Linked DNA regions of Sus scrofa: regions 2, 3 and 4 are each linked to region 1. A link is a contact called in public Hi-C and HiChIP or PLAC-seq data. All regions are on one chromosome and are shown on one strand. Each heading gives the region's core, a stretch centred on a gene start, on an enhancer-like site or on the middle of the called end of the contact. The rest is flanking DNA. Distances are from core to core; before and after follow the strand shown.

What was found. Hi-C and Micro-C count contacts between places; a contact is called where the count stands out from the background. HiChIP or PLAC-seq counts read pairs in DNA pulled down with a chosen protein or histone mark.
Region 2: a contact with region 1 is called in a Hi-C map of liver, with 6 times the contacts expected there. The contact joins the promoter of ZC3H11A here to the promoter of MDM4 in region 1. A contact is called at or near these places in 1 of 5 promoter capture datasets (fetal liver), 2 of 47 Hi-C or Micro-C datasets (heart right ventricle and liver) and 1 of 2 datasets of contacts at active chromatin or transcription factors (alveolar macrophages).
Region 3: an H3K27ac HiChIP or PLAC-seq map of alveolar macrophages shows a contact between it and region 1. The contact joins the promoter of RBBP5 here to the promoter of MDM4 in region 1. A contact is called at or near these places in 1 of 5 promoter capture datasets (liver) and 1 of 2 datasets of contacts at active chromatin or transcription factors (alveolar macrophages).
Region 4: an H3K27ac HiChIP or PLAC-seq map of alveolar macrophages shows a contact between it and region 1. The contact joins the promoter of SNRPE here to the promoter of MDM4 in region 1. A contact is called at or near these places in 1 of 5 promoter capture datasets (liver), 4 of 47 Hi-C or Micro-C datasets (embryonic fibroblasts, heart right ventricle, omental adipose tissue and 1 more) and 2 of 2 datasets of contacts at active chromatin or transcription factors (alveolar macrophages and skeletal muscle).

What each region holds. Positions count from the first base shown.
Region 1 is chr9:65,172,748-65,178,899 of Sscrofa11.1, reverse strand. It overlaps MDM4 (protein Mdm4), which reads right to left and starts at 3,412. Exons shown (of 10, transcript XR_002335784.1): 1 at 3,257-3,412.
Region 2 is chr9:64,516,045-64,522,196 of Sscrofa11.1, reverse strand. ZC3H11A (zinc finger CCCH domain-containing protein 11A) reads right to left here and starts at 3,302. Exons shown (of 19, transcript XM_005656653.2): 1 at 2,971-3,302.
Region 3 is chr9:65,818,141-65,824,292 of Sscrofa11.1, reverse strand. It overlaps RBBP5 (retinoblastoma-binding protein 5), which reads left to right and starts at 2,612. Exons shown (of 14, transcript XM_003482656.4): 1 at 2,612-2,779. The coding sequence starts at 2,761.
Region 4 is chr9:64,557,093-64,563,244 of Sscrofa11.1, reverse strand. SNRPE (small nuclear ribonucleoprotein polypeptide E) reads right to left here and starts at 2,701. Exons shown (of 5, transcript NM_001097465.1): 1 at 2,628-2,701; 2 at 2,096-2,122; 3 at 980-1,042. The coding sequence starts at 2,681.

The sequences.
Region 1 (6,152 bases), core at 2,163-4,662:
GCTTTAAAATAGTTCATTAAAGGAGCTTCCTGCTAGCTCAGCAGGTTTAGGCTCTGACATCGTCACTGCTGTGACTTGGGCCACTGCTGTGGCAGGTTTGATCCCAAAGGCTTTCTTGCAGGTTTTTTCACTTGCTTTTAAAAGGACTCTCCTTTCAGAGTGATGTGCTTATTGAAAGAGAAGTCAATCCCACCACTTCCGTCCAGGGTTTGATCCCTGGCCAAGGAACTTCTACAGGCCACAGGCATGGCCACAAAAATAAATAAAAATAAAGTATTCCATTAAAAAGGTGGGAAAGGGAGTTCCCTGATGGCCTAATGGTTAAAGACCCAAGTTTTGTCACTGCTGTGGCTGGAGTTCTATCCCTGGCCTGGGAAACTCCACATGCCAAGGGCACAGCCAAAAAAAAAAAAAAAAAAAAAAAAGTTGGAAAATTTAAAAATAAATAGTAGTGAATTAAAACAATAGGTTTTAATTAACTTTTTGAATGGTACAGGGCAAATACGTAAGAAATCACAAAAATTCCTTGTGTTTATCTACTGTATGTTGAAAAAATTAGAAATCTTAGAAATACTATTCCAGTTACATTAAAAGAATCATTATCACTAGCCTGTACTGCTTTGGTTCTCTGGAGATGGGATTCTTTGAGGCTAATAATAAACCCTAGGGATGAGTACAGCGAGCTGAAAAGAATTTGCCTTTTAAATGAGCAAGAGAAGAAAGGCCTTTTTGCAGCTTTTTTCTGCTTGCTCTTAAAAGGACTCTCCTTCAAGAGGGATGTGCTTATCGAAAGAGAAGTCAATTCCACCACTTCAGTCCACAATTCAGCAGAACAAGGAATATCCCCAAGGCAGGCCAAGATACCCTGGTTTTTCAGGGCATTTGAAGAATGAAGGACTATGGAACTACAGAGCTGACTCAATAGGCACTCCCACTCCTAGAAACTCATTCCCCTCACTGAATATGTGCACATAAGCTTTCCTGATCGTTTCCAACGTACCCTCCATTCCATCTTGGTACTCTTCTCAAGTCTCCATTTCTACCATTCAATACCCACCATGATGAATGATGAACTCAGTGTCTTGAATTTGTCTAGCCCTTTACCACTTATCTCTCAGAGTTTTTCAAACTACAAATTGTATCCCAGTTGGTCTTAACCTCTCCTCTCTTAATGAAACAGAACAGATAAAAAATACAAGTGAATAACAAAGGTTTAAGTTTTGTTAGGTAGAACTGTTTCTGTATTGAAAATAGCCAACATTTAACACACTAAAGCGTCTTTGTGTCAGGCGCCCTTTAAAGCACTTTATATTCAATAACTCAGTTAACCCTAGCAGAGATCCTATAACGTAAGAATATTATTGTCCTCATTTTCAGAAGAGTGAATTGAAGCAGGGAAGATAATTTATCCAAAATCCCAGTCTTAAGAGTCCAAGCACTCTGTCCGCAGAGCCAGAGCTCTTAAGTATTACCCCTCCTATGTGTTCTGGGTCACAATATAAAATTTATTTTTTTGCTAGGAGTCATGGTTAAAAAGTTTGAAAGCCACTGCCTTAGCACCTTCTCCTCTTCTGTGCTCTATTTTCCATTCCTGAAAATTCTTACTCATTCTTCTACTTAGGTCAAAAGTTACTTCCTTGGTCAAGGCTTTTCTGACTCCCAGAGCATCTCTATTAAAACATTCACCACACTATATTTATGTTTTTATGTGTGTTCCCTACTGCACTGAAATCATAAGAGAGTACACTCTTACTGATGACAGAAGAGTGGTTTTTACCCTAAGAATCCAAGACTCTTACACCTCATCTTCAAATCTCTACCTTTGAATTCAACTGTGATTTGAAGACTCATTAAAATAAAAACCTGTCAGAAATCAGCAGGCATAATCATTCTTTTCTAGTCTTTAAAGCCTTAAATACTGCTGTCTGATTCCCTTTCAACTAATTACATAAAAGTAATAAAACTAACTTTCTAAAAAAGAAATTATTCAGATGTTGTTTTAGCTCTTACCAGGTCTGTTACACACCTAAAAAGGCGAAGCGTGTGTGTAGCAAGAGTCTGCAAAACAAAAACTATGCTGGGAGACACCCTAAAAATCCATCAATGGGGAACTGGTTAATGAAATTTTTGTACAACCCTATTAGGCGGGACTATACCAAAAGAAGCATTACATGTATACTTTAGGGACAGCTGTCCCAGATGTTGTTATTTGAAAAACTATAAGATGCAGAGCAATACATACAAAATGAGTCTACTATGGTTTAAAAATGTGAATAAGTGCGGAAAAAGCGAGGATGGACATGATAGCAAGTAGTTAAGGGTAGCTGGCTTGAGGAGGGGAAAGGTTAGGGACAAGTTTACTTCAGTACTGTGTGTTTCTTGTTTTTAACAACCGGCAAGTATATTATAGGTTTTTTTTTTTTAATTATACAATAAAACGTTGTGATCCTGACTGTACTGTTACTTCTAAAGTAAATTAACTTTTCATAGCAGGAATGTAGGAGAAGGGAGGGGTCTAAACCTACACTGAGATGTAGTAATACCTGATACCAAAGAGTACCAAGTATCTTTGATACTTTCTCCAGGTGCCAATATCCCCAGGCATGAAGGAGCTTCCCAAATAAAAGATCTTTCCAGTTAAAGAAAAAGAGCAGCAGCACTTTCCCCGGGTGTGGTTTTAAAACGGCGGTTTTCAAACTTGAGGGTGTACAAGAATAAACTGGGAAACGTGCTGAGGAAATACATATTCCCGACCCCATCTCCTGGTCATTCTGCTTGGGGAAGCCTGAGTGCGGGCCTCAAACGAGCATTCTTCAAGCAAGCACTCAGCACAACTGAGACAGATAGTCGGCAGCCTTGAAAACCACTACCTTAAAATCTTGAAGACACCTCAATGTCATTCTCTCCTCCTCCCTCCCACCTTTCCTCCTAGGTGCCTCGGTTGTTTTCAAATTTTGCGTCAATGTATTTCGATTTTAGGTTTGTAACCTGTCGGCCGATCTGCTTCACGTCACTCCACCTCCATTTTTATCCTCCGCGAATCCTCATCATATAACCCTTCCCTATCAGCCCAGCCCTTCTTCCGCCCAGTGGGACCGTCCCCACGCCGCCACCCACGCTCCTAGCTCCTCCCGCCCGTAACCCCCCCACCCCACCCCGGGGCCTGCAGAACTGGCCGCGCCGCGCCCGCTCCCCACTCTCCAGTCCCCTACCTCCCGCCTCCCGGCACCCCGCGGACGAAACCCTAGAGCCACACCTTACGGCTGCTCCATGAGTTGCTCCCCCGCCGAGTCCGAGGTGGGGGAGGGGGCGCCAGTCACAGGCCCTAAGGCCTCGGCAGCATTTTGAAAAGGCAAGTAATGAGGCCGCAACTTCCGGCCTCCCAACCCATCTCGCGTAAGAGCTTCCGGTGAGGCCTCCGGAAACCATAGATGGACCAACTGGAGGGCTAGAGAGCTAGAAGGCTGGGCCACCTCTACCATAGAGTAGATCCCCAGGCGGAGGAAAGAGAGCCTCAGGACCTGGACAGTTAAAGAGTTGTGAGGTTTCAAGAGAGAGCAATTGAGGAAGTTGCAAGCGCTTTTCCTGTTTCCAAACACATAGTGGGAGTTTAAGAGAAATTTTAAAAATTAAAAAAAACTGGGAGCGGAGAAAGCCGGAAGCATAATCAGAGGCCACCTTTTCAGCTCTTCAGAAAAATGCCAGACTTTGTATTCTTCAGTGTTAAGTTATTCACCTTCCCAGAGGTGGCTGCAGGGAGGAAACAGCTCCCCAGTGTTGTCGCTAATCGGGGAAAGATAGGACTAGTATATAAACGAATCACTAGAAGGTACGTGATAAATGTTAAAAGAGAGGTGCAAAGCACAATGAGGTCATCTAACCTAACCTCTCCCAATACGTTCAATAAACCTCTCAGGCAGGCTGTCTCCAACCTCTGCCAGTGCCAAATGGCACCGCCTTCCCCAACCCCCCATATGTCATTTTGTTTATTTTAGGATGATTTCAGATGTTAGAGGAATTTCCGAGCTGAAATATTTTGCCATTTCTGCTGGTTTCAGTTCTGCACTTTGGGGAAGAGTAAGCCTTCACTCTTTCCAATATAAGTACTATTGCGGTTTTCTGCAGACAGCTACCATGTCTCGTCTCAAACCCTCTCTTTGGTTTTTCTGCAGGCTAAAAGTCGCATCATAACTTTGATCTATTCCCTTGCAGTGGCTTCAAGCCCCCTTGCCACCCTTCTGAACAAGCACCTGCTTGTCCTATTTCAAATGTGGCTCCCAGAACCAGATACACAACCAATGCAAAGTAAAGTGGGGCAATTACCTCCCTTAATTTGCACATTGCACCTTACTCTATCTCTGACTTAGGTGGGAGATCCAGAGTTCTGTAAATGAGCTGAAGCATTAATTCCTTTTTTCACAGTTGCTCCCAGAGAGCTTGAAGTCAGCAACCACCCCCCCAAAAATAGTGCTTTTTTAAGTGAACCACTGTCAACTATTTCTCCTCTCTTTTTCTGTAATTAATTTTAATTTTTAAGACGTTCCCAAATAGGAGTTTGTTTTGTATCTTTTGAATGGTATCTGGTTGGTTTAGGTCCCTTCCTACCGCTCTCCAGGACCCGTGGAATTATGATCCTGCCATGCAATTCAGTTTAAGATCAACAAACATTTGTTGAACAGCTACTGTGTGCCAAGCACCCTAGAGGATTCTAATACAAGTGGAATCTGGAATCTGTCTAGAGGAGGAGTCGGACCATGCTGGTAAAGAGAACGTGGCCAGTGAAATAATGCACTGCAGTTAGCCTTGCCTGGTGAGTCAAGAGAGATTACCGTCGTGGCGCAGTGGTTAACGAATCCGACTAGGAACCATGAGGTTGTGGGTTCGATCCCTGCCCTTGCTCAGTGGGTTAAGGATCCAGGCATTGCCATGAGCTGTGGTGTAAGTCGCAGACGCGGCTCGGATCCCGCGTTGCTGTGGCTCTGGCGTAGGCTGGCAGCTACCTCTCCGATTCGACCCCTAGCCTGGGAACCTCCATATGCCATGGGAGCAGCCCAAGAAATGGCAAAAAAGACAAAAAAAAAAAAAAAAAAAAGAGAGATTAGCTCTTTCACTTTTGCATTTTGCAAATTATTGATTAACACATCTATCTTATCATTTAAAGCCTTGATAAATATATGTAATAGGGCATGATTTGGAATAGAGCTTTTCCCCTCATGGTTGATTGGGATTCATGATAAATGATTCTTCTTCTAGTGCTGTTCTTAAATCAATGATCCCAACTAATAGAGGTCAATATCTGGCAACAGTTCTCTGGCCTTTCCCAAGGAATTCATAAAACGTCAAGAAATGACATGGTATAGTGAAAATAAACCATAACTATGGTATTTCTTCTACCCGTCAAGTAATTTTGCCAAAAAAGAAAATGAAATGGGCTTAACAAGCTCATAACTCAAGCTCAGTGATCACGACTTCCTTCTCTAAGAACTCTGCTCGCAAACCACTTATTTAATAAAGAAACAGGAAATCTGGGTGTAGTCTAGCTATTCTAGAAACCAGAAAGTTCCACAGGTCTTCAGTTTCCCAATCTATAAAACGTAAAATGGCTGAATCAGATGACTTAAGGCCCATTGCAGCTCTCAAGCAATTAGAAGCCAATGTTACTGGTCTATAGCTTTTCATAAAACTTACATAGAACTACTTCAGACATTCAAAAAAGTGTAATGAAAAATACCCCCTTTTCCCTGGCACTTTTCCTACACTACTTCAGACATTCAAAAAAGTGTAATGAAAAATACCCCCTTTTCCCTGGCACTTTTCCTACACAAAAAGTTTCCTATGGTCCCTTCTCCTATGGCATCTCCCTCCTTTAACTGCAGAGGGAACCATTGTCCTGAGTTTGCTATTTACCCCTGCCATGCATTTCTTTAGACTTTTAGAATTTATGTATGAATGTATTCTTTTTTTTTTTTTTTTTTGTATCTTTGCCTTTTCTAGGGCCACTCCTGCGGCATATGGAGGTTCCCAGGCTAGGGGTATAATCAGAGCTGCAGCCGCCAGCCTATGCCCAAGCCACAGCAACTTGGGATCTGAGCTGCCTCTGCGACCTACACCACAGTTCACGGCAACGCCGGATCCTTAACCCACTGAGCGAG
Region 2 (6,152 bases), core at 2,053-4,552, 660 kb after region 1:
GCTTGACTTATTTGACTTGAGGTTGAATTTTCACAGTATGTTGCTTCTCGTTCCTGTGCATGCATAAGAGTGTCCTGCTCTGCATCAGGAATGGGACTCTCAGATCTTCTATTTTCAACCTCTAATACAGGAGGTTCATCTGAATCAGAGTCAGTAAGGTCCTCAGCTGTTACACTTTGGCTGCCTGCAGACTTTTCTCCATGCAAAGTATTGCTCAAGAGATCATTTCCCTCAGTCTCAGCCTCATCTAATCCATTTCCAACTGCACCACTGTCCTTGTTGGCAACAGCCCAATGGATGGGATGTGTGGCTTGCAGGTGTCGTTGAAGTGTTGAGGTTCCTAAGTGAGAACCTGGCCTACCCCTGCTCACACTTCTTTTACATATATTACACACAGCTCTTGAGATGTGCTGAGGATCTGTGTAGAAAAAATTCCAAACTGCAGATGTCTTGGCTCTTGTTCCAGGAATTAAGGCATGCTTGACTATGTTACTTTTGATGAGAAATCTTCCTCTTTCTGCCCTCAAGGCATCAGATACTGATTTATCACGCTTCTTACCCATTCCACTATCATCTAATGGATCAGTAGAGAGATATTCAAAGCTTCCATTGCTTCCAGCAGAAGAGGGAGATAAAGGTACATCCAAAGTAAAATCCTCCTCCCCACTAGTAACTCCAAATTTGTTGGCCCTAGTCCAGTGAGGTGAGTGCCTTGCCTGTAGATGTCGTTGGAGAGTAGATGTCCCAAGATGGCTACCTGGTTTACCCCTGCTAACACTTTTTTCACAGAGGTTACAAATTGCCCGCCAGGTATACTGGGGGTCAACATGAAAGAAGTGCCACACAATGGAAGTCTTTGCTCTAGTACTAGGTAAATAGATCTGTTTTTCTATATTACTCTCAAAAAGACTTTCTTCATCATGCTCAGGGGCATCAGACGCTAACAAAGCAGTAGTGCTTGCAACAGGCCTCCCAGATCCCAAATCCTTACTAAACTTTTTTGCAAGGATCAGTTTCTTTCGTCGCCTTTTCCCCTTAATTCGCAAACCCTTCTTTCTTTTCTTTTTGGCAGGCAATTTTGCCTCTTTATCCACTCCTTCTGCCACCATCTTTCCCTCTACCACATCTTCTTCATCTGTATTAGAATTAATAGGAACACAGCCCAGAATCCCAGCACCACTAAAAGTGCTACATCTTCTGCCAGGAGAGAGTGAGGACACTGGTACACTTAAGGTACATATACTCATTCTTTTTATGTCTCCAAAATTCGTAGCAGAATCTGTTAGTGGGTTTATTCCTCAAACAGATATACAGCTGTTCCTCTCTACTTGCATTACCTTTTCTCCAGTTTCTATGGGGAGTCAAATTCCCACTGGACCAATGACTTCCATGCCAGGTTATTTTTGGAGGAAAAGTGACAGCAATGGAGCTCATTCCCAAACTCTTTTACAGAGGGCTTTAAGATCCCTTCCAACTTTCTGAGTTCTGAATTCAAATAGTCCAATCTCCTCATGTTACAGAAAAGAAAACTGAGGTCTACTTTTCCAGCGTCAGAGTTAGTAGCAGCTAAAAACCAAGTCTTCCAAATCTATGGTCCATATTCTTTATGATTCATCAAGAACTGTATCTGCTTGAAATGTTTTAGCTTTTAAAATACGTATCTTTTATGTTGCCTCACGACAGCAACATCAAATCCCCTTAATTCTGGAATTATTTTCAGTAAATTTCATTTAAACAAAAACATAGTGCATCATTTAATATCCATTATTTAAGACTGTGATTTGCCAATACAACCCCAAAAGTCAATTCTGGAAAGCTAAATCAGACTCCACATACTGGTCATTAACAGCAAATGCCTGTTGACCCTTTCAGCTCTAGCTAAAAGTAACACAATTTTTTAAAAATGTAGGTAGCTTTTAAAAAAAAAAATGCTTTGAGAGTAAAATTTTAAAGTAAGATTACAAACTGAATTTCTAATTTACTATCTGTATCAAGAGTTAATCCATACTTGGTTTTCAGACATTTTTAGACCGGAGAAGCCTTACAGCCTGCAAATGAGTAACTCCTAAGTTGGACTCTATATGAGCAGCAGAAAATGAAATATGAGTTTTAAATCAGTGTCATGCCTTCTTGGTTGATCCCTCCCCTTCCCCCAATACCTACATACAATTACCCTAAAAAGCATCGCTATCACTAGTTCAGCCTCCTTCTCAAGGTCCAGAACCAAGGCCTGGAAGATGTCAACAATATGGGCCTTCCCCATAGGAATCCGCACCGATTATGGGAGTTTAGGGGGCGTTCTTCATTACGGTTTCATCAATCCTACAAGGAGAACGGAAGTGTCCCTGTTGCTCTTGACTCCGATGCTGAGGGCTGGGGGTGGGAGTGTAATTAAGGTAGGAAAGGGGTGTAGGATACCGGAATAAGATCGGTGGCTTTCTGTATGTGGAGTTTGAGAAAATCTCCCAAGTAGTGGGACCCTGGAGAGGAATGAGAGTAGGTAAAATCAGCTCCTGGCATTCAATTTGATTTAGGCAGTGGGGTTCGCTAAAACTAAGGAAACTGCTGCCCCAGAGAAAGCAACGTAGTTGTCAGTTCTCCTCCGGGAGTAGGGGAACAAGTCGGTTTCCCGGGGCTGCTCCCGGCTCCTACAGTTTCGCCAACACCGGATGTGGGGGAAGGGAGGAAGACTGGTTGGGAAAAGGAGCAGGCCCCGTGGGGGTGGGGTGAAGGAGGGTGGGGGTAGATGGGCCTGGGAGCTGGAGCCTGGGGCTCCCAGGCCGCCCTGGCGACGGCAGCGGCCCGGAGGTGGGGGAGCCGGTCTTTACCACCGGGCCGAAGGACCCGCTCTGACTTCCCGGGCTAGGCCGCGACCCAGGGGCGAGGGGAGGCCGCGGCCACTCCCCTCGCCCTCTCCCCCACCTCCCCGGCCCCGAGCCACCCGGGAAGCAAAAAAACGGGTCTAGTTACCGGAGAACAGAAACTTTACCGAACCGACGACACTATCCACGACTCCCGCTGCTGCCACGTCTTTCTTCTTTCTTAGCCGCTGCCGTCCGCCGTCCTCTCAGCAGCAACACCAGCAGAAATCCAAGACTGCCAGAGTCAAAGATGGCGCCTGGCTACAGGTTCAGTTCTAAGATCCGGCCAGTAAAAGTGCCAGCACGACGCAAAGCGCAAGGATTCTGGGAGATGTAGTTTTCCTCTATGAGGCGATGCTTAAGATGGCTTCCTCGGGTGACAGGGTCACGTGAGAGGGGAGGTGCTAAACCGTGGAGGCCCTGCCTTTCCAAGGAATGCGCTTTAGAAGGTCACGGGTTTCTTGAAACTGTCTTTGATTTTTTTTTAAAAATTGTGTAATGAAATTGACGTAATAAGCGGGGAAGCGCGAGAATTGTGTCCACGAGACTGTAAGCGTTCAGTTTATTCTTACCAGAAAGTTGAATTTAAATAAGTTGATTATGAATAATGAGTAAATTGTTCAAATCCTGTATAAATCTGATTTAGAAATAAACTGTTTTTCCCATGCGATGTTGAAAGATTTGTGCATTTATTATTTTTAAAATTTTATTGAACAGTTATTTTTATTTGAAGTAGTGAATGGGTTTCAGTTTTTTTTTTCCCCTTAAAACAAATTTTCGTATTAGAAAAATAATTCGTGGTCATTTAAAAAGTTCATGAGGGTTGAGACATGAAAAGGAAAAACATTAGTCGCCTACCCACTTCATTATTAATATTAGCCTGTATTTTCCATTTAAATATCTTTACTTTTTTCCTCCTATTATAAAATACATGTAAGTGGGTTCTTAAAATTTAAGTAGAGTACAAAATTTGTCTCCATAAATCTCATTCCTGAGAAATAACCTATCATTAATTTAGCATGTATTCTTTATAACTTTTTAATATGCAAATACACTTAAATATATATAGTGTACCCTGGCATATAGGCTCAACAGAACTTACTTGGGTGGCAGCATTTTACTGAACTTGGATAAAGGATGTAGTTCTGCTGTTAAGAAAGGATACACTTAATGGGAAAGCACATAGGACTCCAGGCACCTTTTACTTCCTCTTGGGTTTGTTTTGCCAACTACCAGCTTCGTGAGGGAGTCACAGCCAGTCCAGGACTGGGTAAGTATCAGGTCAGAGAGGTGTTGAGTCTCTTGGCACTTGAGCTTTTATCTCCCTTCAAAGTGAGAAGCCACAACACTAGAATCCTAGCCCCAATCATCCCTGCCTTACATGACAATACTCTGTGATTGCCATGTCAACCAGCCCTAACAAGCAGGTTCCTGGTAACCAATTTCCATCTGTGCCACAACACCTAAGGTTTTTCAGTTTAATAGAAGCCTTTCCAAATTGCTGACGGGTTCTCCAGACTAGGGCTTGCAGGATGCATCTGCTTGGTCTACTATATAAAGTGTAAAAAGAGGGAGTTCCTGTTGTGTCTCAGCAGTAACGAATCCGACTAGTATCCATGAAGATGTGGGTTCAATGCCTGGCCACAGTCAGTGGGTTAAAGATCTGGTGTTGTCATGAGCTGCAGTGTAGGCTGCAGTCGAGGCTCGGATCTGGTGTTGCTGTGGCCAGCAGCTACAGTTCCAATTCAACCCCTAGCCTGGGAACTTCCATATGCCACAGGTGTGGCCCTAAAAGAAAAATGTTTTAAAAGACCGCATTAGGTCCCCAAATGGCATCTGCTTATGTTTATCACCACCAAGACCTAATACCTAAACTAACTGCAGTTTCAGCTTCTCCCAGAGTGAAATTTCTTAACAGCACTAGTGAGGCAATCTGCCTGATCAGATTCCCCCCATCTTTCTACCTTTCTCCAAATAATAATCCATTCTTTTTTTTTTTTTTTTTTTTTGGTTTAACCATGGCGTGTGGAAATTTGCCTTCACTGGCCAGGGATTGAACCCGAGCCACAGCAGTGATAATGCTGAGTCTTTATCCTCTAGGCCACCAGGGAACTCCAAATAATCCACTCCTTTAACTTCCTTATTCCATCCTCTTTCTGCCTATAAAAACCTGTTTTGTACAACTCCTCAGAGTATCCTTATATTTGTTATATGGGACGGGTGCTGCCTGATTCATGAATCATTGATTAAAACCCATTTCATCTTTAAAATTACTCAGTCGAATTTTTCTTTTTCTTTTTAGGGCTGCACCTGCAGCATATGGAAGTTCCCAGGCCAGGGGTCAGATCAAAGCTGCAGCTGCTGGCCACAGCCACAGCAATGAAGACCCCAGCTGTGTCTGTGACCTACACCACAGCTCACAGCAATGCTGGATCCTTAACCTTCTAAGCAACATCAGGAATCAAACCTGCATTCTCATGGATACTAGTCAGATTCATAACCTGCTGAGCTGCAACAGGAACTCCCAAATTTTGTCCTTTAACAATCATATATTTCATCAAATCTAAGGTATCGTCGACTGTAACATGCATCTTATTTTAGAGACCTCTAAGAGTAAAAAATGGCCAGTTAAACTGACAGGGCATTAATTAGAGACGTTAAAATTTGATAGAAGAGTTCCTGTTGCGGCTCCCTGGTTTAAGAACACAGCATAGTCTCTGTGAGTATGAGGATTGGATCCCTGGCCTTGTTCAGTGGGTTAAGGATCTGGCATCGCTGCAAGCTGCAGCATAGGTGGCTGTGGCATAGGCGGGCAGCTGCAGCTCCAATCTGACCTCTAGCCTGGGAACTTCCATATGCCCAGGGTGTGGTGGTAAAAAGAAAAAAAAGATTTTTTTTTTTTGATAGGATGTGCATCTTAGAATGCATGAAATACTGTAATTTTTTATAATGATTTTTATTTTTTCCATTATAGCTGATTTACAGTGTTCTGTCAATTTTCTACTGTACAGCAAGGTGACCCAGTTACACATACATGTATACATTCTTTTTTCTCACATTATAATGCTCCGTCATAAGTGACTAGATATAGTTCCCAGTGCTATAGAGCAGGATCTCATTGCTTATCCATTCCAAAGGCAATTGTTTGCATATATTAACACCAAATTCCCAGTCCATCCCACTCCCTCCCCCTCCCCCTTGGCAACCACATGTCTATTCTTTATGTCCATGATTTTCTTTTCTGTGGAAAGGTTCATTTGTGCCATATATTAGATTCTAGATATGATGATA
Region 3 (6,152 bases), core at 1,363-3,862, 650 kb before region 1:
CATACTCTTCATTACTCTTGACAAAGTTATTCGTTTTCCTGCCTTCTCTACTTTGGCAAATGGAGCTACCCAAAGTAGAAATATGGAAGTCATACTAGACTCCTGGCCTTCTATTACTTTCCACACACAAAAGGTGTGTGTGGAATTTCCCATTCAGTCAGTTCTGTCTGGTACATCTTTTTGCAGTGCGCTATCTTCTCTCTTTTTCCTCCACCATGGCTTTGAGTTACCTGTCATTCATCTCTGCTAGATTAACATCGTACTCTAATTGTTTTCCATCCCTCTAATCAATTTCTACTCCACACTATCCTTATTTTCTTTCTTAAATATCAATCTGATCATAATTACTCCTTGCTTAAAAATCCTACAAGATGGGGAGTTCACACTGTGGCTCAGTGGGTTAAGAACCTGACATAGTGTCCCTGAGGATTCAGGTTCCATCCCTGGCCTCATTCAGTGGGTTAAGGATCCACTGTTGCTGTAAGCCTGCATTGCTGTGGCTGTGGTGCAGGTCAGCAGCTGCAGCTCTGATTTGACCCACAGCCTGGGCATTTCCATTTGCCGTAGGTGCAGCTGTAAAAAGAAAAAAAAAAAAATGGACAAAAAGAAAAACCCTAACAAAATGAGTACTCCACCCCCAAAATAGGCAAAGGAGATGAACTGGTCATCTCACAGAGGAGAAAAGTACACATTTAGACATGTGATAAGCTGTTCACCCTCATTATGAAATAAATGTAACAGTGACATTTTATCACCTATCCAATGGGCAGAGTTTGAGAGAACTGATAATAACAAATGATTACAAGAGTGTTTAGAAATACTCCTATATACCACTGCTGGTGGTAACAATACCTTGGATGACATTTAGGCAGTGTTTTAGATACGTGAAGGAATGCAAACTGCCTGTTAAAAAACAAACCTCAACCCTGAAGATCTAATTGGCATTATTAAACAAGTCATGAATCGAGCAGCATCCTATCTAGTAAAGAGAAGGGCACCCTGAAGGACTGTACAAAATGGAAGCTTTTTCTAGGAAGAAGGTAAGGGAGCTACTAGTAAAAGAAAAGAAAGGCTTATTTTTAGGCCCAGGTTAAAGGCAAGGGTTTTATCATGCATATTGCCCCTTCTACGGGGCGTGCTGGAGAGGGGAGAGGTGGCAAGGGCCCAAGTGACACATTACCTCATTGGTGCTGACCAGAAGATTCCAGACTAGCCAATGAAGATTATATTTCTCAGAGTTCCTGTTGTGGCACAGAGGAAACGAACCTGACTGGTATCCATGAGGACATGGGCTTGATCCCTGATGTCACTCAGTGGGTCAAGGATCCGGCGTTGTCGTGAGCTGTGGTATAGGTCACAGACATGGCTCAGATTCCCCATTGCTGTGGCTGTGGTGTAGGCTGGCAGCTGTAGCTCCGATTCGACCCCTGGCCTGGGACCTTCCATATGCTGCAGGTGTGGCCTTAAAAAGCGGAAAAAAAAAAAAAAAGATTACATTTCTGGTCAAGGTTGAAATTGCAGTTAGGTCAGGAATAAGATCTAGATTAGGTATCATGGGCTTTAGTACAAGTGATACCATTTTGGGCCTGTGATTTTTCTGCCTAATAACTCTGAGCCTCAATTACTACACTTGGTCAAATGAGGCCAACAGCTACCCTAATGGTCTCAAGGAAGTGAGATAATTTAGGAGAAAGTCATAATAGCTACCATTTTACTGGATATTTGCTGTTCCAAGTGTTTTATATGTGTTAACTTATTTAACCTTCACAATAAAGCTTTAAGCACTACCCCCACTATACATACAAGAAAACCGAGGCACAGAGGATAAGATACTGTCCAAGGGGTGAAGTCAGTAAGCAGTGGAGCTGGAATTACAGTCTACGTAAGGGGATCTAGCTCCAGTTCTATTTTTTGGCATCCAGCCTATGCCCATCTTTGCTTTTTGTCATAGCCCACAGCACTCAGAGGCAAAACCTGTTTATACAAAATTCGTTAGTTTCATCAACTGCCTTCTTTAGTTGCTTTGGGTATTTCATCACAGTTTTGTCTGAGAACTCAGCCACTTCTCACACCAACTCATCTTCAGTGTCCTGGTCAACGCTGGGCACCAGGTAAATCCTTAGATAAACGCTATCGTACATTTCTGTGGGATGGAAGGCACAGCTTTACAAATGTGCAATAATTTTCACGGGACTGAGCCAGATACACGATAACTAACTTACATACAGGGTAAGTACCTCCTTGACCGTGACAGCTGCACTCCACGCGCGAGCTCTGAGGCCGGCCTTTCCCACTGCGTTACTTCAGCGGGACTTGGCCGGAACCTTTCCTGCGGCATCTGAGGCAGCCCGCCGGGACAACGCGACCGCACACACAACACAGAAGGATTAGTAGTCTAACTATATGCCTAAACTTTTTAGCTCGCATACGTGATCCGAGAGGAAACAGTCTCAGATTCCTGAACTTTTTAAATAAGTGACTGACGATGGAATTTTTATTCCTTAAGAAATGTCATAGTCAAACGATTTCGAGAGCGTTTGTTCTTCTTTTTGGTTAGGCAAATATATGGACAGCCCGCTTGAAACGAACAAGGCAGGCGAGGGAAGAAAGCGGAAGCCGCGGGGTCTTCTAAACCATAAAGTCTACGGAGCTTGCGCCAGTCTCTTTGCGGCGCCCCCGATTTAGACGCAGGTTTTGGAAGAGGGCGGGGGAGAAGGTGTCGTTGCTGGAGCTGAGAGCAGACGGCCAGAGTCCTCAGGGATGAACCTCGAGTTGCTGGGTGAGGAGGACTGTGGCTGCGTCTTAGAGAACCCTTGGTCCTGGAAAGGAGGGAACCGGGCGGAGGGGACTCAGGCTGCAACACTAAGGACACAGTTCTGCGATGGATCTTTGGGCGCTTCGATATGGAGCAGCAGCAGGGGGAGGAAGCCTAGCTTCGACCCGAACAGAATGCATTGCTTTTCCTGAGGCCACCTTGCAGTTCAGTTGTGGAGCGATAGGGACAGATAGTTTGTGACTTAGTTTCGATTACAAGGATCCAAAGCAAGCAGGACCAGAGTCCTGGAGAAGGAATCTGAGGAAGTGAGGCTTGAGGTAAAGCTTTGAACACTTGTCAGGGTTTTGAGTGCCTGGGTAGGTTCATTCTTTTTGTAGAAACACGGGATGCCTAAAGGAAGGAACTTGTATACAAGTCCTTCGTTGAATAAGTGGAAAAGGGCTTAGAGGGTACTGAAGGCATAAAGCAAGTAAATGGTATAGTTGGCACTGGAATCCAGTTGCCTTGTCTTTTTATTCAAGGTCTTTAACTCTCAGGGACATGTAAAACACTGAGGGGTGAACTCCAGGGCAGTTGTGTTTTGTCACTCTCTTTGATGCATTTACTCCTTACCCTTTAACCAAGTTGTTTGTAAACTCTAGATCCTTCTGGGTTTTCATTAGGTAATCTTTAGCATTGTAACCTAGGGATGTCTGAGGTTTTCAAGAACTTCTAAGTGACTTGCTATTTTCAATGGCTATGCTCCTCTTTAAAAAAAAATTTTTTTTTTCATAGATTTGCTGGCAGTCCAAAGGACTATAGAACTATCTAAGGAATAGTCTTTACCTTCAAGAATTTTTTTGTTAAGCATGGAGAGTAAGGCAGTTGGAAATAGCCATAACTTGTTGCAGAACATGCGCCACCCTTTAAGAGTCTTTGCTAAGTACTAAGAGCGTTTAGAAGAGGGAGACGTTCCCAGCAGAAACGAACCTGACTAGCATCCATGAGAGGATGCAGGTTCGATCCCTGGTCTCACTCAGTGGGTTAAGGATCTGGCGTTGTAGTGGCGTTTAGGTCACAGATTCAGCTTGGATCCCAAATTGCTGTGGTGTAGGCCAGCAGCTACAGCTCTGATTCGACCCCTAGCCTGGGAACCTCCATATGCCAAAGGTGCAGCCCTAAAAAGACCAAAAAAGAAAAAAAAAAAAATGGAAGAAGGAGTGAATGTCTTTGGGACAGGGGAAGAAAGGAAATAGAGAAAAACAAGCTAGTAAAACCTGTGGAGAACTTGAAGTTTTGAGTGGATGTTTAAGTGGATATTGGCTAGGTTGTGGGTACTGTGAATATAGAAAAGACCAAGAAATGGGGTTGGTGCCACCCATTTTGTGTAGGCTTTTGAATTCCTAGCTGAAAAGTTGTTCTCTTTAAGGAAAGTAGGAAAGATCCATTGAAGGGCTTTCACTTGCTAAGTAATTCTATCAGAGCTGAGTTTTTAAAAAGAAAGATGTGTGCAACACCAGTGCGTAGTTGAGTTTTGGGTGATGAAACCAGTTTGGAGGACTGGAGTAGTTGAGAGATAAAGAAAATCTGAGCTTTAAAAAAAAAAAAAAAAAGGTTTGAGCTAGAAAGTGGAAAGAAAAGACTTTGAGAGGGTTGAGTCAACACAGTTTGAAAATTGATTGCCGATGGTGGTGGTGGTGGTAAGAAAGCGAAGTGAAAAATAATGGGAACCAATGTGGTGCTATTCACAAACATTTAAGGACATTTGGAAAAGACAGCTAGCATTGGACATGTTGAGTGTGGACCCTGGGGTTCAGGAGATGGATTTGGATTTACAAGAGAGATTTGTAATCCTCCTACAGGTGGGCTAATCAAAACCTTGTTGGTAGATGTTAAGACCCAGGGAGAAAGTGGGAGAGGAAGAAAAGAGAACTGCTGAGGACAGAGTCTTGGGCAGTCATCTATATTTAGGGGATAAGAGGAATAATAAATGATAATATATCGATTAACAGTTATATAGTACTTACTATGAGCTCGGCCTATTTTTGAGTGCTTTTCATATATTTATTCGTGTAGAGGTAGAAGAGAATACAGGTCGGTGTGGTGTCTTCCATAGAAACAGTCGGAGAGCAGTTGAGGCTAAGAGCCAAGGAAGCGCTATCCTATTTAGTTCTCAGGCAACTTGAGGCTCCTCAGCAACTTGAATGGAAGCCAGATTATAGTGATTTCGGGAAGATGTGGGAAATGAAATAGAGACAAAGGGTTGATCCTTATTTTTAAAAACTTCAGGGTGGAGGAAAGGTAATAGGCCCATACCTTGAAAGAGATAGAAGAGTCATGGGAAAGATTTCTCTTGAATGATACCAAAGATTCATGAAAGTAAAACTTAAGAAGGAATTTTTTGCTTTTTAGGGCGGCACCCATGCATATGGAGGTTCCCAGGCTAGGGGTCTAATCAGAGCTACAGCTGCCATCCTTTGCCACAGCCACAGCAACACCAGATCCAAGCCGAATCTTCGACCTACACCACAGCTCACTGCAACGTCAGATCTTTAACCTACTGAGCGAGGCCAGGGATCGACCGCCAACCTCATGGTGCCTAGTCGGGTTTGTTTCCACTGCACCACGACAGGAACTCCAGGAAGGAATATTTAGCAGTGGAATGTTAGACATTTCAAAAGAAGGTTGGCTGGATTCAGAAGATACAAATCTATGGGAATGACTGATTGATACAGCAAGAAAGTTATTGCAGATAAAAAAGAGAAAGGAACAGAGTTCCTGTCGTGGCGAAGTGGAAACGAATCCAGCTGGGAACCATGAGGTTTGATCCCTGGCTGCCGTGGCTGTGGTTTAGGCCAGCAGCTATAGCTCCGATTCAACCCCTGGCCTTGGAACCTCCCTATACCTCGGTGTTCTTAATGTGGACACTCAAGGTACCTCTGCAGCTATTTTCTGAGCGCTTGCTGTTATCAGGCAATATGCATTGGAGATACAAAATTAAGTAAGAGTTTTTCAAACTTACTTTTTTTTTTTTTTTTTGTCTTTTCTGAGGCCGCACCTGCAGCATATGGAGGGTCCCAGGCTAGGGGTCTGATTAGAGCTACAGCTGCCAGCCTACCCCAGAGCCATAGCAACTCGGGACCCGAGCCACGTCTGCGACCCACACCATAGCTCACAGCAACGCCGGATCCCCAACCCACTGAGCAAGGCCAGGGATCGAACCTGCAACCTCATGGTTTCTAGTCAACTACTGCATCATGACTGAAACTCCTCCTGAACTTATTTTTACTGCATCTCACAGTAAGAAATATATTTTGGAAATATATTTTCCATATAAAACAGAAAATACTGCCAGATTAAAATTGCTTTTTAAAATTACACTTAGGAGTTTAGCATG
Region 4 (6,152 bases), core at 1,452-3,951, 610 kb after region 1:
CTGATCAAGAATGTGTGTACATGTATGAATTACCTTCTACTGCCACCACTCTTCCCATGTTCCCTCAGGATGCCATCACCACTAACCACCATGCTTGTTTCTCAACTAATAAACAGGGAAGGGAGAGATTACTGATGGATCTACACTGTCTAAAGGAAAGACCAGAGTCCTCATGTAATACCTACAACCATATTTTATCTTTCTTTAAAACACCATTTAGGGAAAACAAAACAAAACGTTATTTAGATCGTTCTACCATCCTGAATGTCTTACTTAACAAACCCCATCTAACTTGATTCAGGTAACACCTAACCCAGTACTAATACTCCATTAATCCTCACCCCCTCAAATTTTATTTCTCTTGAGCACTCCTTTAAAGACTATTATTGTTGTTTAAATAACTTTTAAAAGTTAATTTTCCCTCTGTTTTACGAATTACTCAATCCCTATCAAGCAGAAAAATGAGGCAAGGATGGTGGGCCCTGAAGAACTTTCCTTGGGTTGGGTCTTTGACTTTTTGTACATTGCTCTGCAGGCCATCTTTTGTAAAATCTTTTTCTAAGAGATACCGCTCTGAGATAAAAAAAATCCTGGGTACTTATACATGTATGTGTAACTGGGTCACCATGCTGTACAGTAGGAAAAAAATATGCATTAGGGAAATAACAATTGATTACAATTAAAATTAATAATAAAATGAACTAAGATAAAAAAAATACTAGGGGTTCCAGTCCTGGCGCAGTGGTTAATGAATCCGACTAGGAACCATGAGTTGCAGGTTCGATCCCTGGCCTCGCTTAGAGGGTTAAGGATCTGGCGTTGCTGTGAGCTGTGGTGTAGGCCAACGGCTACAGCTCCAATTAGACCCATAGCTGCCTGGGAACCTCCATATGCCTCGGGTGCAGCTTTAGAAAAGACAAAAATAAATAAATAAATAAATAAAGTTTAATTAAAAAATTAAAATATCCTGGATACTCACAATGATACAGCCCTCTATCCGCATATTCACTTGCTCATAAAGCCACACCTGAATCCGTGATCTCTGAAATAATCATAAAAATCCTAATGTTAAGAAATAAGTAAACAAAATCCACCACTTTGGACAAACAATAGACAAATACAGCTCCCAGAAAAACGGTAACATAGCAAAGCCAAGACTAGTTACTTAACAAGAAACATTCTAACTTAATAAATGCTATATCGGGACAGAGTTGTTAATAACTGTCCTGTTTTGGTACTCAATCATATTTCTACTGCCTCTGGGCTCTACACATTTAGAGTGAAAACTTGCGATAGGACTGCACAAAGATGTTTCTTATCTGCTATAGCAAAATCCAGTTCCAAGGCAGCTTTCTGTAAGTTCTCGGTTTTCCACCTCTCATACCTAATCACCAGGAGAGGGACCCTTGATTCTGGTGATTAAAAATTACAATGGCTATTTTTCCATTGTGTTGCCGCACTAAAATTTGTCAACAGCAACCACATTTCTTTGAGATAATTTAAACACTCTGCAGTGCCAAGTCAAATTCCAAGTACTAAAAATAACCCCAAAGGAAAAGAAGTTTCCACTGAATCCTCTGAACTTATCCCTCCCATCTTTCTTTTTTAGTGTCTTTTCAATACATAAGGGTGTGTCCCTCCATCCCCCTTCCCCACCCCTCACCCCCAGTACAAAACACACCATTTGGTTTAAAGCTGACTCAATTTTCTTCCAGTGTTTCATCCTAGTGGGAAGGGTTAAAGGTCCCAATGTTCTGGCCATGATCACTAAAAACAAAAGTAGCAATACCAGGATACCACTGTCACCTGAGCCAATAATTATTGGCTGTGCCTACAACTTTTTGAAATAAGTAATACTGGTCTTGCAAAGTAAAGACAACACAACTCTTTGCATGCTTGGACTTGGCATGGCTACACACAATTTTATCACATTAGAGCTTTCCCTGCACTCCTTCCCCTCAAATACCCTTCCAATCTCCAGTTTCATCTACTTTTAACTTTAGAACAGTGAACAGACAAGATAACACAAACAGCAAAATAAATTCACCCTTAACTTAAAAAGTAATTATGAAACAATTAACAATAAACAACTTACATTTTGCAAGTATCTGAAGATGAGGTTCTGCACCAGTGGTTAAGGAAAAATTTCATACATTCACAGACTCTACCCCCTGAAACTGGTCAATTCTACCCCCGCCTCACTTTTGTTTTCTGAACTCGAAGTCTGTGCCTATGCAACGAAAAGTGCCCAATTAGGCACACACTTAGAGCTCCCAGATATTGTAAACGACCCCTTCCACCCCATACTCTCCTGCAGTCTCTTCAGCACCAACATCTTCCTTTTGCCAGACGCCGCTAACTCCCGCCGTCACTCAGTACATAATTAAGATTGTCTTCCATCCGCACACCCCCACCATTTCTGTCTTTCCCACCGCAGGGGTCCGCCCAAGCCCACCTCCCACTCATCACCGACTCTTCAACTACCCGCGCTTTCTACCAGTCTCGAGCGCCCCGGAGGCTCATGGGATGAGGTGCTGCACTCCGCTCCCTCTGGCCTGCTCTTTCTGTTCCTTCGCCCCCCATTTCCTGGTCCGAACCTCCTAGTTTTCACATCCCGAGTAGGATACGATGGGCTGCACCATCACCTTCTGCACTTTCTGGCCCTGGCCACGGTACGCCATGGTGGAACCTCACAAAGGCCACACTACTTCGAAATGCAACTTCCGGAATAAGGAGCCGGAAGCGGAAATGCTCGGTGCTCGCGCGGTGACCTGGGCGGCTCCAGGGAAATACCTCTCTAGCCACACGGTTCCCGCTTATCTCTGTGCTCTATAGCATCCGGGGGAGGCCAAACTGAGTCGATGGCGTTTTGGAACATGGGTTGGTCCAACAGCGCCACCTGGAGTGTGGTGGAAGGAGGCGCAGAGCGGCTTCGGTTGCGCGTTGGCGGCTGCCGGGAGGGGCGGCTGATGAAGTGGCGCCACCGTGTCTTCATTTTCTGACTCTGCTTTAAGAGCCCAAACGTCCTGTTTGGCACCTTTGTCTGTGAAGTGAGTTAATTTAGTGCCTTTTTCTAAGGCCTATTTCCCTGGAAATTAGGCTTGATGGCACTGTTGTGGTGGACAGGGTAGGGCAGCAAGAAGCCCAAACTCAGAGCTCTCATATCTGACACTTTGAGCCACGATCTGAATTCAAAAGCCGGATGCTATGGGGAGTTCCCATTGTAATAAACCGGACTAGTATCCATGAGGACGCAGGTTTGATTCCTGGCCTTGCTCAGTGGGTTAAGGATCCCACGTTGTGGTGATCTGCTGTGTAGGCCCCAATTTTTTTTTTTTTTTTTTTTTTTTTTTTTGCTTTTTTAAGGCCGCGCCCGGGGCATATGGAAATTCCCAGACTAGGGGTGGACTCAAAGTCACAGCTGCCGGCCTACACCACAGCTGCTGGATCAGAGCCTCGTCTGTGACCTACACCACAGCTCCCGGTAACGCTGGATCCTTAACCCACTGAGTGAGGCCAGGGATCGAACCTGTGTCCTCATGGATACCAGTAGGATTTGTTTCCACTGAGCCATGAGGGGAACTCCCATGCAGCCACTTTTATTTATTTATTTATTTTTGCATCCACTTTTAATCTGACACAAAGACCCAAGTAAAAATTGGCAATGGATGTGAACAATCAGTATAGCAAAGGAAATGTAAATGATCTTCAAACAGATGAAAACATGTTCGACTTCACTTGTTATAAGAGAAATGGAAACTAAATTACAATAAATTGTTTTCCCTCATTGGATTGGCAAAGATCAAAAAGGGGTTGGTAATGTGGATTATTAAACTCTACTTCTAGGTATTTAATCCTACAGATGAACTTATACATGTGAGGTAATCATTACAGCACTGTTTAAAATACCAAGATGGCAAAAACAACCTAAATGTCTATCAACAGAAACCAGCTCAATTATGGCATGTTCACATAGTGTAATACTATGCAACTAGAATAAAAGTTGAAGAAGTTCATGGTGTCTTGATATGAAATGATATCCAATATACAGTAAGAGAAAAATCAAGCTATGATATCCCTGAGATTTACTTCAAAATAATTTAGAGGAGCCAGCAGAGCTGGATCTCAGGGCAAGTCTAAGGAGCAAAATCTAATGAGTCACACTCAAATATGCAAGTATAACCCCAAGAGTGAGGACTTCCTTAAATTATGCCAGGCACTTTGCTTGCCTCACCCTAGCTCCAGTCCTGGGCCAGAATAGGGGATGGATTGTTGGTATGGGTATAGGTGAAACAGGATTTGTTACAAAATTTTAATTCATAATTTAAAATTGTGATAATAAATATAATAAAAAAGCAAGGTGCAGGATATCATATGTATTACACCTGATATCATATAAAAGTGTATTTGTGCTTATATATGCCTAAAATATCACTAGAATACCTGAGAAACTGATAAGATTGGCTTTGGAGGAGAGCTGGGACAGGAGTAGGAGGGAGGATTTTTTACTGTATACCCTTATATACATTTTGAATTTTGAAACTTGTGAATGAATGTATCACCAATTCAACGAATTTATTAGATAGTGGAAAGTCCTGAAAAATTTGTTTTCCCTTTTCTTGTTCCAACTAACCATAATGTTCTTGTAAAATTTGAGATTTTCATGATATTCCCAAGGTACCTGCAATCTCTGGTTCAAAGAAACACACACTGAGAAAAGGGAGTCGGCTCCAGGCCTTCTGAATATTGAAGAACATCCTTCCTCTCAGCTTTTAAGTTTCTTCCATCTCAACCAGAAGCCTCATGACTTTTTGGATGGCTGTGATTATTTAGAAGCACACCAGGAGTTCCCACTGTGGTGCAACAGGATTGGCAACATCTCTGGAGCGCTAGGACACAGGTTTGATCCCTGACCTGGCACAGTGGGTTAAGGACCCACTGTAACTGTGGCAATTGCATCACTGCATCTCGGATCTGATCTCTGGCCTAGGAGCTCCACATATCACAAGAGGGCCAAAAAAGAAAAGAAAGAAGCAGCATGCCAAAGAATGGGGCGAGGGGTGGAGTGAGGGAGAATAGGGTTAGGAAGAGACAGGGGCAGTCTAGGAAAGATTAAACAGCCCTTAAAATGGTCCAAGAACTTTTTTTTTTTTTTTTTTTTTTTTTTGTCTTTTTTAGAGCTGTGGCATATGGAGGGTCCCAGGCTAGGAGTCTAATTGGAGCTACAGTTGCCGGCCTACACCACAGCCACAGCAATGTCAGATTGGAGCCGAATCTGTGACCTACACCACAGCTCACGGCAACGTGGGATCCTTATCCCACTGCGTGAGGCCAGGGATCAAACCCAAAACTTCATGGTTCCTAGTCGGATTCGTTTCCACTGCGCCATGATGGGAACTCCCCAGGTAAACAACTTTATAACAATGAGGGTAAACAAAGAGTATTTGTCTAGCAGACAGGCACTGAACCCCAGTTTGGGAAGAGGGAGAAGGGGGTATTAGGAGAGGTAACCTGGAAGTCATAGAACATGTAGGAGTTAGCCAAAGAAAAGAGGAGAAAAGAGACCTAGGTAGAAGGCAGCATTAACAAAGGCAAAGGGATTAATTAAAGAGAGATCAATGATAAAATTATGTAGCTAGTAGTTTTGCTAGTGTAGAGCATGAAGGGTCAGTGGTGGAAGAGGCAGATACAACTGATGGTCAAAGCTCACTAAGAACAAAACTTACCTGCTCAATTTGGCTGTTTGCAAGCTCCCAGGCTAAGGTTTGAATCTGAGCCACAGCTGTGACCTATGCCACAGCTGTGGAAACCCCAGATTCTTTTAACCCACCGCACTGGGCCAGGGATTGAACCCGAGTCTCCACAGCAACCCATGCCACTGTAGTTGGATTAAGCCACTGCGCCAGAGCGGGAACTCCTTGAATCATCTCTTTTGCTAAGCTACACAAAACTCCAGATCAAATACCTCAAGGAAATCTTCCCTGACCAGTCTTGAATTTATTGATTTCTCATCTGTTCCCTCAATGGATAGCATCATCCAGTAATACTTGCACTGCTTCACTCCTGTTACTTTTCCCTTAAAATTACTATTATTATTTTTTGTTTTTTAGGGCCACACCCACAGCATATGGAAGTTCCCAGGCCAGGGGTCC